Linked DNA regions of Pan troglodytes: region 1 is linked to region 2. Evidence: chromatin contacts called from public Hi-C data. All regions are on one chromosome and are shown on one strand. Each heading gives the region's core, a stretch centred on a gene start, on an enhancer-like site or on the middle of the called end of the contact. The rest is flanking DNA. Distances are from core to core; before and after follow the strand shown. Region 1 has its middle 130 kb from the start of NIPBL. Region 2 holds the start of NIPBL (NIPBL cohesin loading factor).

The links. Hi-C and Micro-C count contacts between places; a contact is called where the count stands out from the background.
Region 1: a contact with region 2 is called in a Hi-C map of induced pluripotent stem cells, with 2.5 times the contacts expected there. The contact joins the enhancer-like site here to the promoter of NIPBL in region 2. A contact is called at or near these places in 4 of 7 Hi-C or Micro-C datasets (blood, induced pluripotent stem cells and stem cell-derived neural progenitor cells), 1 of 1 datasets of contacts at active chromatin or transcription factors (stem cell-derived excitatory neurons) and 1 of 1 other capture datasets (stem cell-derived neural stem cells).

Annotation. Positions count from the first base shown.
Region 1 is chr4:76,043,987-76,048,839 of NHGRI_mPanTro3-v2.0_pri, forward strand. No RefSeq gene overlaps it. Among named protein-coding and RNA genes, the nearest start is that of NIPBL, 130 kb to the left of the region's middle. Within about 2 kb of position 1,450, at least 10 of the 24 cell types and tissues checked have an H3K27ac peak or open chromatin away from gene starts, as enhancers often do. A contact at or near this core is called in induced pluripotent stem cells, where this site is marked.
Region 2 is chr4:75,910,582-75,915,430 of NHGRI_mPanTro3-v2.0_pri, forward strand. It overlaps NIPBL (NIPBL cohesin loading factor), which reads right to left and starts at 3,373. Exons shown (of 45, transcript XM_063811291.1): 1 at 2,163-3,373.

The sequences.
Region 1 (4,853 bases), core at 200-2,699, 130 kb after region 2:
ATATATATCCTGTCTCTATATACTTATAGACATATATGTATATGTATGAATCTGTATAGAGAGAGAATACATAAAAAATTGGTGGTAGATACTTAATACAGTGAATTTACTAAACATGCAGCACATACTGTTTACGTTGCTTCTATGATAGTCATTTCTGCCTTGTATATTCTTACCTTGTAGAGTTACATCATTCTTCTTGTTTGGATTTGGGTTCCCCATCTAGTCTCTGAGCTTTCCTGGGTTGGACTGTATAGTCCTGCTGGCTGTGCCTCTCCCCACTCTACCCCTTAGCAGTAATTAGCAGAGAGCTACTACTAAGCATCAAACGGGGCAGACATTTAGCTGAGAGCAGTTACAGTTCTCTAAAAGCCACTGCCTGTTCTGCAATTTTCTAAGGTAGTGTGTTGACACGATGGGAAATTGATAGAAAGACGTTAGAAGAAAGTATAATATGTCATAAGGCAGTCAGTGCTTCCTAAACTTTAACGTGTCTGCAGATCACCTGAGGATCTTGTTAAAGGGCAGATTCTGCCTCACTGGGTCTCGGGCAGGGCCCGTGGTTCCCCAGTGAAGCCACGGACTAAACTCGGCAGGAGCAAGGGTATGTGTAAGGGCAGCATCGGAAATCAGACCTTTCAAAGGTAAAGAACTCAGGACGCACCCCTGCCCCAACCCTGGCTGCCCACCCCAAGCTGGGCCACCTGGGATGGCACCTGGCTGGCCCCTGAGTACTGTGTGCGTGCGGGACCCACAAGGGCCCGGCCCCTCTCCCTTCCCCCATTGCCCCAGAACCTGCCGGCTGAGCCTGAGTCGGAGCGCAGCCAGGTGAGGTGGGACGTCTCCACCCGCTCCCCCTGAGACCTGGCAGACCGGTTTTACCTGTCCTGGTCCGGAGGAGGCTCCCGACTCCACTGCAGACAATCCCTCCTCCTCCTCCCCGCCACCGTTCTAGTCGACTACTCTCTTCGTTTTGCTACCTGACACTCCCAAAGCCGCAGAAAGCAAATCCCCAGCACAGCAGCTGGTCGAGCACGGGCTCCAGCGACGTGTGTGAAACTGTTCAACCCAAAACACAAACACCAGCCACTGACATGTTTTAAGAAACGCTACAGTTGGATGACTGCGGAACCAAAACAGACCAAATGGGAGGCAAGAAGGGAAAGCAATTGGCCCAGTTCGGTTGTAGCAGCGGCTCGTGTTACACTCCCTTTGCCAGTTAGCGTCGTGGGCGTTTGTTGCTGTGTTAATTACAGTTCCTCCCGGAGTCGGAGGCGAGAACAGCCCTTGTGGAACAGTTTCAAGTGGAACGTTCCACCAGGAAGAAAACAACTGCCTTCCTCCCCAGCTGGGGAGGGATTCCGCCAGCCGCACTCGGGCAGCCCTGCGGTGCGCGCGGACACCTGCGAGCCGGGCACCCTCGCGCCCCTGCAGCGCGGCTGGAACTGGGACGCCGGGCTGGGGGCCGTGCCCAGGGGCCAGCTGCCGGGACAAAATAAAGCCTTGTTGGCTCCCCCTGAGGGACATGCCTGGCACAGCAGGCAGAGCGCACTTTTCAGTTTTCCTGTTTTCTCTAGAGTTCCTGGGAGCTCCCGGGAAGCAGCGGGGCGCGGGAGGAAGATTGTTTTATCTTCGGATGGGCGGGATGAGAATGGGTGCCAGGGATTCAGAACCAATCAGGGACAAACTTGAGACGGCGCAGCAGGGTGGAAAGTCCATGGTTGGACTTGATCCGGTTCCATATCCTACCTCTGCCTCTGATCAAGTGTGTGACTTTGGGCAAGTTGTTCCCAAGTTGCCCAAAGTCGTTCCACTTTTCTGAGCACCGTAGTCTCACACCTACCTCAAAAGATAGGGAAGAGGTCATACACCTATGTGGCATTGGCTACGTTACCGGGACCCTTCTAAACATATGATCCTCGCAGCAACTTTATAAAGAAGTACTTTTTAAATTGCCATTTCACTGGATCTGTTCTGGGTGATAGTCGTCATCAGAAATGTGATACTGTGGACGGAAGCATAAGGTTGTCCTCCCCCAGTAACAGTGATCTGTATCTCAGGAGGCTCCCTGTGGTGGGGAGTCTGGTGTCCAGAGCAGGGCTTGTGGGAGAGGGAGATGGAAGGGCTGAGTCCTAGAGATGTTAATGAATGTGCCCACGGTCACACAAGCTGATGAGTGGTAGGGCCAGGATTGGAAACAAAGTGGTCTAGTTCCAAAGTCCATGCTGTAAGCACAGCACTAAACTGCACGTTAAATGATAATGTGTATGTAAAGCACCTGAAGAATAGCAGGGAGGTTGGTGGTTTTTATTGTTTCCATTATTACAGACACATAAACATCAAACTAATCCGAACTAGCAAGGAAAGTGGCAGAGCTGTGAGGGTCCAGGTGATTAAGGAAAATCCATCAAAGGCAGCTGGACAGGAAATGAGAAATAGGAATGTGGATCTCAGCTCTAACTCCATCAATGTAGTCATGCCACCATGCAAGGTGTATCCGCAGCCTAGACGTGGTTAAAGATCCTAGAAAATCAATTAGGCCAAGCCACAGGGTGAGGATGGCTCAGCAAGAAGGGTATGAGTCTGTGAGTCTACACCAGTCTCCTGTTACCAACCTGTTCTCTATCAGCTACTTAGTCCAAAAATTCTGAACTGTTAGTTTTTCCGCTATTTCAAAAAATACATTTGTCTGCAGTGCTATTTGGGCTTCTTAAGAGTAAAATTCTTGGAATCAACTCAAAAACTGCAATCTAAAAACCACGGTGTGCACTAGAAACTGCCATTTATGCACACTTATGGGCTGGCACAGACACCTAAAATAATATATGGGAAGTGCTTCAGAATGAAAGCTCTGGGTAATGATATTTTAAAAGGATACCATACATGTTTTGATTGGAATGATAATCTTCCTGGGAGAATTTTGTCATGAATGTGTGACTTTTGCTCACAGTTTCATGTCCTTCTTGGTAAAGCTATTTTCAGAATAGCACAGGGACAGGGTAGAAAAGGATCAGCCCAGGAAACAGGTGAGAGTGGTACAGTTTCTGCCTATGAAGAATTGCCATGGAGGTGGAAGGCAGGTATTTGGGTTCTATAGAGAGCTGCCTACTGATTTTTCACCAGGGCAATGCCCATTCATCAGGATAATCCAGGGCTAGCTGTGAATTTTTGCACATGGAATTAGCTTCCTATTGCTGCTGTAACAGATGACCACAAATCTGGTGGCTTAAAACAACCAAATTTATCATCTTACACTTCAGTATGGTAGAAATCTGACAAAAATATGTCTTGCTGGGTGGTAATGAACGTGTCAGGCTGCAGGACTGTGCCCCTTTCTGCAGGATCCAGGGGCAAATCCATTTCCTTTCTTCTCCAGCTTCCAGAGCCTTCCAGATTCTTCGGCTTATGGGCCCTTCCTCCATCTTTGAAGTCAGCAAGGCAGAGGCAGGCATTGCATCACTCCTGAGTCTCTCTTATGCTTCCCTCATCTTCTTTTAAGGACCCTTATGATTATGTTGGGCCCTCCCAGAGACTGCAGTATAACCTCCCTATTTTAAGGTCCTCTGATTAGCAAACTTAATTCCATCTGCAACCTAAATCCCCCTTTTCAATGTAATGTAATAGATTCACAGGCTCTGAGAATCAGGATGTGGACATCTTTGGGGGCCATTGTTCTGCCTGCCACACACCCCAAATGCTCTGGTAACAGGGATAGCCTTAATTCACAAACATATGCTCAGCACTTATTCTCTGAAAGGCACTTACTCTGTGAAAGGTACTATTAGAAGGGGCTTCTGGGTCATGCAGACCTGTGTTTGAATCCTAGCTCTGTCATTTACTAGTTATGTCATTTTAGGAGAGTTATTTAGCCTTTCCAACCTACAATCTCCTCATCTGTATAATGGAGATAATAATAGTACCTACCTTATTGAATTGTTGTTTGCATTAAATGAAATAATGCTGGAAAACACTTAACACAGTGCCTGGCATGTGATCAATATTCAATGAGTGTTTTGGTTATTATTAAGTATCACGGGTTTTGCATTGTGTCTGCCCTTGAGGAGCCTGGGGAGGAAGGCGTACTCACACACGTAGTTGCGGGGTAAGATGACACACAGAAATAGATATGAAAAAAATATAAGAAAAATATCACACTGAAGTGCTAAATGGGTAAGTGCTGTTGAGAGAAGTAGGAAAAGATATTTTTAACAATCAAGAAAGGTCAGGAATGGAGGAGGCACTATTGATGGGATGGGAACTAGAAGACAGGTTGAATTTAGAAAGGCAGAGGAGAAAATGTTGGGCACATGAGCATCTACGTGGCATATTACAAGGAGGCCGTAAATAAGAAGATTTACTTATTCTTTTGTGGAATGGAAGGTTTGTGTAGGGGTTTTGTTCATTCGTTTCCACTTTTCCCCAGAATGTTTAGGGGAAGAGTAGGCTGTCAGACTAGAAGGGACCAGACTGATAGAGGCCTAGAATACTAGGTTGTATTGTTAAAAGTTTTTCCAGTAATAATGGGGAGACATGGAATGTTTTAGAGCAGAGGTAGTTTCATATTAAAAGCAGTGTTTAGAAAGATTACTCCAGGAGTAGTAGATGTAGATGAATTGGTGGTGAAAGAGCCTGGAGGCATGAGGCCTGTTAGGAGATATTTTCAGTGGTCTGGATAATAATGACCAGAGGAGATGTAGTAACCATCAGCCTGGGGAAAGGAGATGGATCAAGAGACACAAGAAAGCAAGAGCAAAGGGCCTTGGTGATATTTTAGATTTGCAGGGAGAGGGAAGGAATGAAAAATTCCTGGAAGGTTAGTGATGACAATAATAGAAATCAGAAATGAGTTCTAT
Region 2 (4,849 bases), core at 2,123-4,622:
GGGAAGAACTAATTCACTATAACAATTCCAAAGTCTCAGGAAAAAAAAGAATCAATCACATAAACCCATCTCTAACACACTTATTCAAACATCTGCATAAGACAATCTCTAAAAATAAGTTGCTTCAGTTCGTGAAAATTAAGCAAGCACAACTCCTCTATTATCTTTAGTAAAAATATGTTTATCCCTTGAAATAAAAGTTGTAGAGACAATCACAGGAATATATGAAGGCCTTTTAAACATTTATAATGAAGCCCTTACCACCTCCATCCCCCAAAAAGCAAACCCTCTGCTTTCTTAAGATGTGAACTATTCCTCCCGTCTGCATTCCCTCCCTGGCATGCCCCCCACTCGCACACCCCCCCACCCGCAGTAGGCCTGAGGCCCCGTAGCAAACAGTGTCTAACAGGAGCAGGCAGCACAAAGACAGGAATGGGAGATTAGTGGGAGGGAGGGAGGCCGGGATTGGGGCTCAGCAGGAGCTTCAGGCTTTTTAAAATTCAAACTGCTCCCTAACCAATACAAATCACGGACACGCTACTGACTACTACACGGATTTATAGCATTAAAAACATGCCTAGTACGTGACAGCTATATTAACTTCATTCTTTTAAACATTTATCCGTACGTTTGCAGGAAATGTGAAACAATTTATTGTAACCAGGACGCTAAACTCAAAAATAACCTCCACAAAATAACTTATTCTACAGTGACAATAATTTAATGACACAAAAAATATGAACCAATGTAACAAACACTAGTAAAACAAGGGATTTCGCTGAGCAGTGCTGCTTCATTTTAACCAATGAAAGTTTTCCTTCAGCGAATATGAAACAAAATATCAAAACGTGTAACCCAGGTACTCTTTTCTAGCAATTTGCCTGACTGAGGAATTTTAAATTGGTGTTTCCCCCTTATACCAACCTACATTACGAACGCCTCCATAAACAAGCTCGAAACACTTAACTTACTCATGAACTAGAACTTGTCAAGTTAGAACTGATATTTTTCTCCAGCATTTACAGATACATTTGACCTATTAAAATGACACCTCTCTCATTACACAGTCAAACATCATGGCACAAACAGCCAATGACAATCCTGGGACCTCAAGAAGAACTGCCCTGACATAAAAGGATGGCACCTTCTACAATTTTTTAACCTCCCAAGGATTTTAAGTATAACTTAATTTCTTTTTTGGAAAAAGAAAAGAAAAGAAAATTGGTTTTACCCGTATCTCAGCACAATTCTCAGAACACTTAAAATTCTTTGTATGCTCCTACACGTTTTGGTCAGGAAGTACCTGAGTGTTTTACGTATAGTCGCTTAAAACTGCCCTTACATAACGCATACAAATAGAAAGTGGCAGAGTAAACCTGTCAAGTACTTTATACTTGTCTTTGAATAAAAAGTCCATGTGCAACAACACACTGTCAAAACAACAAGATAAAAGCTCTTGGGGAGGGGGAGATGTGCAGTGTCTACCACAGTATGTTTTTCTGTATTAAATATTCATGTGGACGATTTAATTCTTTAAAAAAGAAAATGAGTCTTTATGAACTTTCCAACGTCCAAACAAGTTTTAGAAAGAGAAAGAATTACCACTGGATCCGCGTCTGAGTATTTACGTTTGTCTCACTAACTGAAACTACTTCCTCCCTTCATGGGGTCACAGGGGGAAGAAGGGGGGTTGTTTGTTTCACTGGGACGTTCCCCACTCCCGGACCGGGAAAGTTGTAAATATGGGGACGATCAGGGCACATTTGCTGTTAGTTGTATTGTTTCCGCCTCCCCACTAGCTACGGCTCCACTCCCGGGCGAGGCCTGTCACCGACCAGCAGTCGCTCCGCTCAGCCCGGAGCTCTCCTAATCCCCGAGCTCAAGTAGATTCCGCTGGCCCGCGGCCTGCACTCTCCGCCGGGCCTACGCCTCCCCGGCCGCCCGGCAGCAGCCCAGTCCCCGCCACCGGAGCCGGCCGGGAGAGGGTACAAAACCACCGCTACCCAAGGCGGCTGCCACCAGAGAGGAGCGAACTCTAGACTCGCCTGTGGAAGAGACCTGGGGCCGCTAAGGAAACGGCGGGGAGGGGAGCGAGGAGGAGAGACGCTGAGGACCTGGCGCCGCCGCCGCCGCCGCCGCCGAAATAAAGAGCAGGAATTTACCTGGGCGAATCGGCGTCTGAATCCAAGGGGAGGCCGAGGCCGCTGTGGCGAGAGACTATAATCCGGGCCGGGAGGGGGGGTGGCTACGGCTCCTCTTCCGTCTCCTCAGTGCGGGGAACATGTAGAGCCGGGGGGAGACCAGCCGAGAAGACAAATCGTTGCTTCTTCTTCCTCCTCCTCCTCCTTCTCCCACATAGAAACACTCACAAACACCCGACCACGGGCCCGAGCTACCGGGGGGGCATCGCCGCGGGCCCGGGAACCAATTCTCCTGTCGGCGGGGGCGTCCCTCCCTGCGGCTTGGTGGTGTCGGGTGAGTCGGTACCGACGGAGGGGGGGGAGGGCGGGGGGAAGGAGCCCTGTGTGTGTCTCTCTCTCGTTCCGTCTCTCCCTCTCAGAACAAAATGCCGACCGGAAGTGCAGCTGCAGGAATGACTCCCTCCGCCGGCGCCAAACACTAACAACCACCCCCTCTTCCCCACTCCACTTCCGCCACCGCCGCAGCCGCCGCTGCCGCCACTTGGGCTCGCGTCCTCGGCCGCGCCGCGCGGCACCCGGGCCCAGCAGCCGGGAGGCGGCAGCTCTCCTCTACGCCCGTCCCCTCAGGGCGGCTGTGGATGTTGCCAGTATTGTCGATGCTTCAGAGCGACGTTTGCCCTGCGACACAGGCGGGCCGGCTCTCCTCTGTCTTTATTTTCCTGGAGGCCGACAGGAGCGGGGCCCGAGTTCGGTGGTGGTCGTGAGCGTGGGGGGCACTCAGGCCCGGACGGGCTCTCAGGTCGCCGACGGCGGCGGCTGGAGGCCGCGCTGGCTGTCCCAGGTCGTCGTTAGGTTTAGGGAGCCGATCTCCGGGCGGCCCCACAGAGGACGCCCGCGATTCGACGGCGATGATGCCCGTTTTAAATGGTGTCCCTGCAGCCGGGTGGATGGATGGATCGTACACCTTGCCTTTTGAGAGCCGGGACCTTACGCCCGACTGCGTGTTATTTCTGCGGAATAAGAACGCAACCTTTGGAGGTGAAGACGACTGTCGGCTGGATTGAATTGGAATCGTGTTTGTGATGCGTTTATTTCTGGAAATACGCGGTCTCCGCTGCTTTTGCTTTTTGTCGGCAGAGGTTTGGGTTCTTCTCTAACCGTCAGGATAAAGGCCTGTAGGCGACGCTGCGCGAGCGAGAAGCTCGCCCGCGGCGGCCCGGGCGCCCCCCTCTAGGTGTGGGTGGAGCCGAGCGCGCGGGGAGAACCGCCGGCCGCGACTCAGCCACCGGTGACTGCGGGCGACCCGCGGGCCTGCGGCCAGCTGATTTCAAACATCGTTTTCCTCTTTAGGTTCGGAAAACTGAGGCGCTGGACAAGGCTGGAATACAATATGTGATTATACGTACAGTACTATGGTTGTTGTAGTTTTTAAATTGTAAAACAAGAAGTAACCATCGTTCCACAGTTCTCTATTAAGTTTGTGTAAATTAAAAAGGGGCTATTTTCGGTAAAAAGTGCAGTAGGTAAGCGGAATTTTACTCAACCGGGACGAAATTCGTGTTATATGAATTGTATTGTGTATTTGTGTGTGTACCAGTGCGCTAAAAGTAAGTAGGAAAACTTGCTTAGATTATTCCTTTTGCCTCAGGCCACTCAGGGGGCCAAGATCCTGTCACTCCTTTTCTCTAGGCCCTGCGAATGGCTTCCCGTCTTGAGGGGAGTGAGCCAAAGCCTTGACTGCGGCAGAAGTCCCCGCGCGCCGTTGAGGGTGGGGGCGGGCCTGCCCTGGCATCCTTGCGAGTAGGACTCTTCCCTGAGCGTCGTCCACAGGGCTTGCTCCTTCACCTTCAGGATTTTGCTCGTGTCACTCGGTGCTTCCGCGGCTACTTTTAAACTGAAAGTTCCCTAGCCCCCTTCTCATTTTATCCTTTGGACAGTCTACATATCCATACTTGTTTATCTTCTTATCTCTCCTTCCCCAGTGCAATGTAAGCTCTAAGAGGACAAGAGGTTGTGTTTTTCTGCACTGGTGTTACGGCCCCCGCCTAGAATGCCACACAGTAGATGCGTAGTATGTGGTTAAGGAATGAATGACGATTATAAGGGCCTTGATGCTCCCCCATTTCTGTCTTTAATATGTACTTATATGCTACAGAGAGCTTTATAAAAGATTTAAAACACGTTTATTACAGAATTCTATAAAAATATATTGCTTCTAAACATTGGAAAGCCCTCCACAACACCAGAAACCCACAAACGAGGGATAAAATTTGTTTTTAGGCTTCTGTAAATGAGCATGCCCGAGGACGGTGCATCAAATGATCATATCCATACTGGGCCGATTATGTTTGCTCTTCTGAGTCTCAAACTGCATTCTTCATCTTGTCGTCCTCTGTCTTGCAAAATACATTAAAAGTGAGAATTTGGTTGGCTCAGAGCAAATCCAGCACTATTGGAAAAGTTCATTCAGCAAGTATTTATTGGGCACAAATGGGTACCAGGCACGCTAATTCAAAAGGTGTGTGTTTCTGAGGCTAGAAGGCCTTACATAAAGGACCACATATGGCTACTTTGGTTGCTACTCAATTATGCTGTCAAGCAAAGCAAATGCTAGTGAAATTTATTTTTAGTTTTCTTCTGAAGAAAAGGTTCAATGAAAGCTGAGGTCAGGCTTGGTGTGGATATTTTAATTCACCATTTAGTTTGCT